2 separate regions of the Mus musculus genome follow, and region 1 is linked to region 2. A link is a contact called in public Hi-C data. All regions are on one chromosome and are shown on one strand. The core of a region is the stretch at or near the end of the contact, and the rest is flanking DNA. Distances in the headings are between cores, read along the strand shown. Region 1 holds the start of Manea (mannosidase, endo-alpha). Region 2 overlaps Fut9 (fucosyltransferase 9).

The links. Hi-C and Micro-C count contacts between places; a contact is called where the count stands out from the background.
Region 1: a Hi-C map of cerebellum shows a contact between it and region 2, with 1.8 times the contacts expected there. The contact joins the promoter of Manea here to the enhancer-like site in region 2. A contact is called at or near these places in 2 of 39 promoter capture datasets (embryonic stem cells and hippocampal neurons) and 1 of 484 Hi-C or Micro-C datasets (cerebellum).

The regions. Positions count from the first base shown.
Region 1 is chr4:26,344,988-26,347,932 of GRCm38.p6, forward strand. Manea (mannosidase, endo-alpha) reads right to left here and starts at 1,665. Exons shown (of 5, transcript NM_172865.2): 1 at 1,610-1,665.
Region 2 is chr4:25,626,166-25,629,119 of GRCm38.p6, forward strand. All of the region lies in intron 2 of Fut9 (fucosyltransferase 9), which reads right to left. Among named protein-coding and RNA genes, the nearest start is that of Gm24977, 61 kb to the left of the region's middle. Within about 2 kb of position 1,491, at least 25 of the 459 cell types and tissues checked have an H3K27ac peak or open chromatin away from gene starts, as enhancers often do. A contact at or near this core is called in cerebellum, where this site is marked.

The DNA.
Region 1 (2,945 bases), core at 415-2,914, 720 kb after region 2:
ATTTGTGTGAGGTGTATAAACAACACTGTAAAAGAAAATTCATGAAGATTCAATAATTTTGAAGACCATCTAAACAATAGAGCATCTTAAATTTTGTGACAACACATTGCCCCTGAAGCATAAAACAAGCAGTGCTCTTGCAGGAGACAGACAAAGAAACTACTTTACTTAGCTCTAACTAAAGAAAGAGGTTTCATAAGTCCCTTGTGAGAAAAACAACTACCAAACTTCCAGTCAACTGCAGGTGTGTAGCTTCTTAAAGCAAGAAGCTCAGGCTACTGACTACTAACAATGTGTCCTCACTCAAAGGGAAGTTTGCACTACCCCGAGTTAGAAAACTAGTTCTTCTGAAACCATGCTAATTTTATGTTGTGAAAGTCAAGTGATTTCGAATGAATAGTACTACATACTCCTCAAGCAGCTAAGAGATCTAAATAACCCTGAAGCCGAATGTTGTGGATTGTTTTAAATGCATTTGCTCATATTATATAGCTCAGGAAAATGCAGATTCCATTTTAAAGTTATAATTAAATTATAAAGATTCTTCCTGTTTTATTTCATTCTGTTGATGCTATTTTCTTCTAATTTTATGCTAGAGGAAGTACCTACAGTTAGATACAGCTAACGCTCAGAACACACATCTAAAACTTTCAGAATCTTGCTCAGGTCAAAGTGTGGGTAATCTTTTGTACACAAGTTCTGTCCGGCATAATCTCATTTTCCATTTTTATCTTCACAACCGTCTATGAAACAGAACTTCATGTTACAGGTGATGAAACTGAGCAGAGAACTTTTTCCAAGATTTTGGGCTAGTAAACAGCTGAGCACCCTACAAAGGCAAAACACTGTACTGGACCTTAGGTTCCTGGCTCCAGCCTGCCCTGAGCGGCCTCAAGTAGAGAAGTCATACTACAATGACATTTTTTCACTGTGGAAGGTGACTTAACAATGGTTCCCTCGCCTTCCGCTGTAGCTCACACTTAAGGAGAAGGCAGCTAGCTCATTGTGTTTATTTTCTGACCACATACTCAACTCATTGCTTATTATAGGAATAAGAGCAGCAGCTTTGTAAGTGTAACTAACCTGAAATAGTTTCACCAAAACCTACAGTAGTTCTGCATTTTTTTTTTCTTCCAAGCTGCAGCCCACACATTGCAATGCGATCAGACCAACCACTCTCATTTGTCTTTCTAAGCTCATTCCAGACCCACAACAACGCTCACGAAAGCCTCCTTGTAAGCCATTTTCAGTACTTCTCCCACTATATTATCCGTTTATGTCTTTGACAACAACAAAACAAAAGTTTTAAGCTCCGGTCCTCGCCAACTTGTTCCTCCGCAGACAGAAAAGGAGACGGCCACCCTGAAGGGACAGTGGAAAAGGCAGAGCCCGGCCAGTTAAAGGAGAACAGAACAAAGACCCCGGAGGAGGACGCACTTGTCCTGGCGGCCTTCGGGGTCGTAAGCTGGGCTAGGAGACGGCCGGGCGACCGCCAGGGGCCTCCGCTCGCAGGTTCGGGGCTCAGGACCGAGTGGTGATGAACCACCTCAGGGCCAACTCGGGCATCCAGGCAGACAAGGACGGGCTCAGGCGCGGTGCGGACACTAACCTAGCGGCGGGGACCGGCGCGGAACCGGGCTGCTGGGCTGAGCGCGACTGGATTCCTAGAGGCCCGGGGTCAAAGGGCGTCGCAGGCAGGCGGCCCACGATTGGCTGGCGGGCGAGCGCGCAGGGGTTAGCTGCGGAGTCCCTGTGGGTCTCAGTTCCGGGGCCTCACAATTGCTCACCGGGGTCTGGGACCCTGCCTCCGCGTGGACCCACCGGATAAGAGAAAGAACCGTGAATCCTACCAGGGCTGACAGCTCTTGCGGCCGCACCGCTACCCCTCCCAGGTCCCGCCTCCTAAAGGACAGCGCGGGGCGTGGCTCCAGGGGTTGAATCTCCGAGAAGGCGGGGCTTCTGGGCGGACCTAAGCGGGCGGGGCTTTCGGGGAGAGGCTCCGAGTCCCCTAGCTTGTCCTGGAGTCTACTGCAGGGTCATGGTGGAGGAAACTACATTAAGTCAGACAGTATCCCTTAATTGCTCCAAGGAGAAATGAAAGTTCTTTTACACTTTTGCCTCTCAAGATAAGCCAAGACTCTCTGATAGAGACCAGATGTGTTTTGTTTTTCACTTTTAAAAAATCCTTTTAAATGTTACTCAGATTTATAATACATTGGGTATTTCCAAAGTTTTAAAGTTGAAAACGTGTTTTAGTTTATCAAACAGTTATTGGCAAGTCAGAAGTAGACAGACAGATATATTAAACTTCCACAAGTATACTAGGAATCAATACAATTGTACAATACAATTGTGTAATTGTACAATTACAGTAGAAAGAGAATAAGTCAGAAGCAAAAAAAAAAAAAAAAAAAAAATTGCAGCAGAGGCGAGGCTGCATCTGGGGTTTCCATCTTACATCAGCCTCACATACCAAGAGGATTCTATGTTTTGTTTTTGTTGCATGGTAACAAGGCAATCTTGACTCAAGGGGTAGAACTTTCAGATGTGATGTTGTGAAAAGTATTGTAAAGGCTTCCCTTTAAAAAACTACCGGATTATAAAAGAGATTTGAAATATACATGTAAATAATGAAAGAAAATACCCTAGTGATGGCTGCAAAAGCTTAAGGCAAAGAGTCTTGTTTCACTATCACCATTAAGCAGTATATTGTGTTCTTAAATATCTTGCTCTTTTAAAAGTAGGATTTTGAAAATATGTAGTTTCCTAAAAATCCTATCTTCCTGGCTTTGCATATTAAATAAGTGAAATATTTTCTGATTTTCCATGCAAACATGTTTGCTACACATTTATGATTTGAAATTCCTAAACATACAATCTATTTTGCATCAACTAGTTTGCTTCATCATTATAAAAACTGTCTTTTAATGTTTTCCCCAAAATGT
Region 2 (2,954 bases), core at 241-2,740:
CACAGTGGGGCTCCTTGGTGAATTATGGATTAATAGAGTTACTCTGGGTTCACTTTTCTTTGCTATTCTTCTGTTCAAGTGCTATACTATATCCATCTAACAGTTTCACTTGTGTAGATTAGCTATAACTGTTTTATTACTTGATGTAGACAAACCCAAAGAAAAGTACCAAACAACCTCCACTCCAAATAATCAGAGAAAAAAATTTGTATAAACTAATCTTTACACCAATTCGTTTCTCTTTCCCTCAAGATGCAAAGTGTAGATCATGAACCCTTCAAAAACTTATAATTATCTGGATTAAAACTTTGAAAAGTATAGAATATATACATTCTTAAAACTGGAATAATTATATTACTTTGTATAAATTCTTTTACCAACTCCAGGTAAAGTTTAGGAACTTGTCAGTTTGTAAATGGAAGTTAGTATGTGCATAGTAAGTTCAGAGAACTACTCTTTTTCAATATAATCATGATCTGATAATAGCATCATATTAGTTTGTGGTTACTCAAACTCCAAAGATACAAATTGCCATGGTCCATCTGATTCCTTGATCACCACTGTCTGCAGAAAGGAAAGATTTTGTTTGCTTGTTTTCCTTGCAATTTTCACACTAAGAATACTTAGACATTTTAAAACAAAATACTATTCCTTTATTCTATACCACAGTGTACTCTGTTTTATACTATGCAGCTGTATACATTCCTGACTTCTCTTTCAAGGTCCTCTGAAACTTCAAATGATCTCAGAGCTCTCCCTTTCTCGAGGGCTTTGTTGGCTTCAGTTCCCACAGGTCTCTACATTTGATGCTGAGCTGTACACCTCTTGTCTTGGGAGAGAAGCCGTTTACTTTTTGGCAAGAAGATACTTGTTGATTTCTGGAATGAACTCAAAATTGTGTCTCTGACTCTCTGTCAAAGATTCTTAAATAAAATGTCTGGTGTTTCCATGAGTAAGCCTGTGTTTTGCTTCCTGGGACTCTGGGGAGCTTTCTACTAATTCCTCTAGTAAGTACAGGGTCACCTGGGCTCCCCCAATGTCACTGGTCCTTTTGCTGAGTCCTTTTCAGAATGGTTTAGATTGGAGTTCTGTCTGTCTTTAGGCAACCCAGTGAAAGACATTTTTCTTTTACCCTGCCCCCCTTTCCTTTCCACTTTCAGATGTTTGTTTCTATTAATAAATGTGCTACCAAATGCCGTTTTTCATGCACTATTGACTCTTTTATTTCAGTGCTTTTTATGTTCATTCCCTTTGAATTTTTGTTTTAATTCAGGGATTAACCTCTTTTTCTTTGTGCTTTCATCCGATCTCTCTCTCCTATATCACTAGTTCTTAATCACTGTCTTTATTCACTGTAGAAGCTCTATTTACCAGCTTGAGCTATAGTCACAGCAATCAGATTTGACACAGAGCCCAAGTATAGTCTGGCTCATATTCCCTAGGGGATGCTGTAGACAGGAGCAGGCATTCCTTTATGACTTTTTTCTTTCTTCCTAGAATATGCTTATGGTGCCCCTGGAGGCCAGCAGTCTTTCATAACTGGGCTGTCAGTGCCAGCATTCACTATGATTCCTATGATTCCTGCCAGGTCTTAAATCAGAGCATATAGCCCATGAAACACCAGGAAATATTGCGCGCGCGTGCGCGCGCGCACACACACACACACACACACACACACACAGAGCTACCTCATTTTACTTTGGTATATTACTATATCTTCTTAGTTTAAATATGAAATTTCCTTACATTCAAATGATAAGACAGAGAAACTAACTTTGGCAGTCCTGCATCATTTATAACCACACCAGTCCCCCACCAAATATCTTCTAGGTATTTGTTGCATCATTTGATTATTCTTCATTTATTTAAGTAAAACACCCACTCTTTTTTTTTAATTGGATATTTTATTCATTTACATTTATCCTGTAAGACTCTGGTGAGCCTTAACTTATGGGGACTCCCTGAGTGAATGACATAGAGCTGGAAATTGATGCAAAAAGCAAGAGGAATTTATTGTTTCAACATGTTGGGGGGTCACCCTGCACATGGAGAGAGAACGACCAAGCACAGCCTGTCTGGTGAGCCTTTACACGGTTCTCAAGGCAGCAGCCGTTAGGCACAATGTGGTTGGCAGAACAGTGTGACTTTTAAACTGATTGATCTTTAGGGAATGGGATAGGTGGCCAAGGTCTTGGAATGTGTCTATGAGCTCTGGGCCTCTGCTACCCTCAGGTGGCCGGTTGTCAGCCCCTCCTCCCTGTGTCTGAGAAATGTAATTAGCCCCTCCATTCCAGAGAGGATGGGTATCTATGTTCTTTATGACTTTTCTCTTCCAGGAGGCGAGGGGTCCGGTGGAATTTTCTAAAGTCCTGAGCTAACCTCTTCAATCCCCTTTTCCGGTATTCCATTTGCAACCCCTCTATCCAATCCCCCATTAACCTGTTTCTATGAGGATGCTCCCCCACCCTACTACCCACTCCTGCCTCTCTGTCCTGGCATTCCCCTACACTGGAGCATCAAGCCTTCACAGGACCAAGGGCTTCCCCTCTCTTTGATACCAGATTAGGCCCCTTCAGCTCCTTCAGTCCTTCCCCTAACTCCCCCATTGGGGTCCCTGTGCTCAATCCGATGGATGGCTGGGAGCATCTGCATCTGTACTGGCAAAGTCTCTCAGGAGACTGCTGTATCCAGCTCCTGTCAGCAAGCACTTCTTGACACCTGTTCTTTCTTGAGTGGAAAAGTGACATTGCTTCTAAGTCACCTACTTGAAACTCACTTTTTAAAATTTTACTTTAAATGATATGTAAAAAACATAGAATTGTACAGGTAACAGAATACCTACCATAAAACGTTCAATAAATCATGTAATGTTTCAATCAGATAAAACTATTTTGAGCATTTACCATTTCTTTATGGTGAAAACCTTCAAAGTCTTTTCTTCTTTGTCAAATATC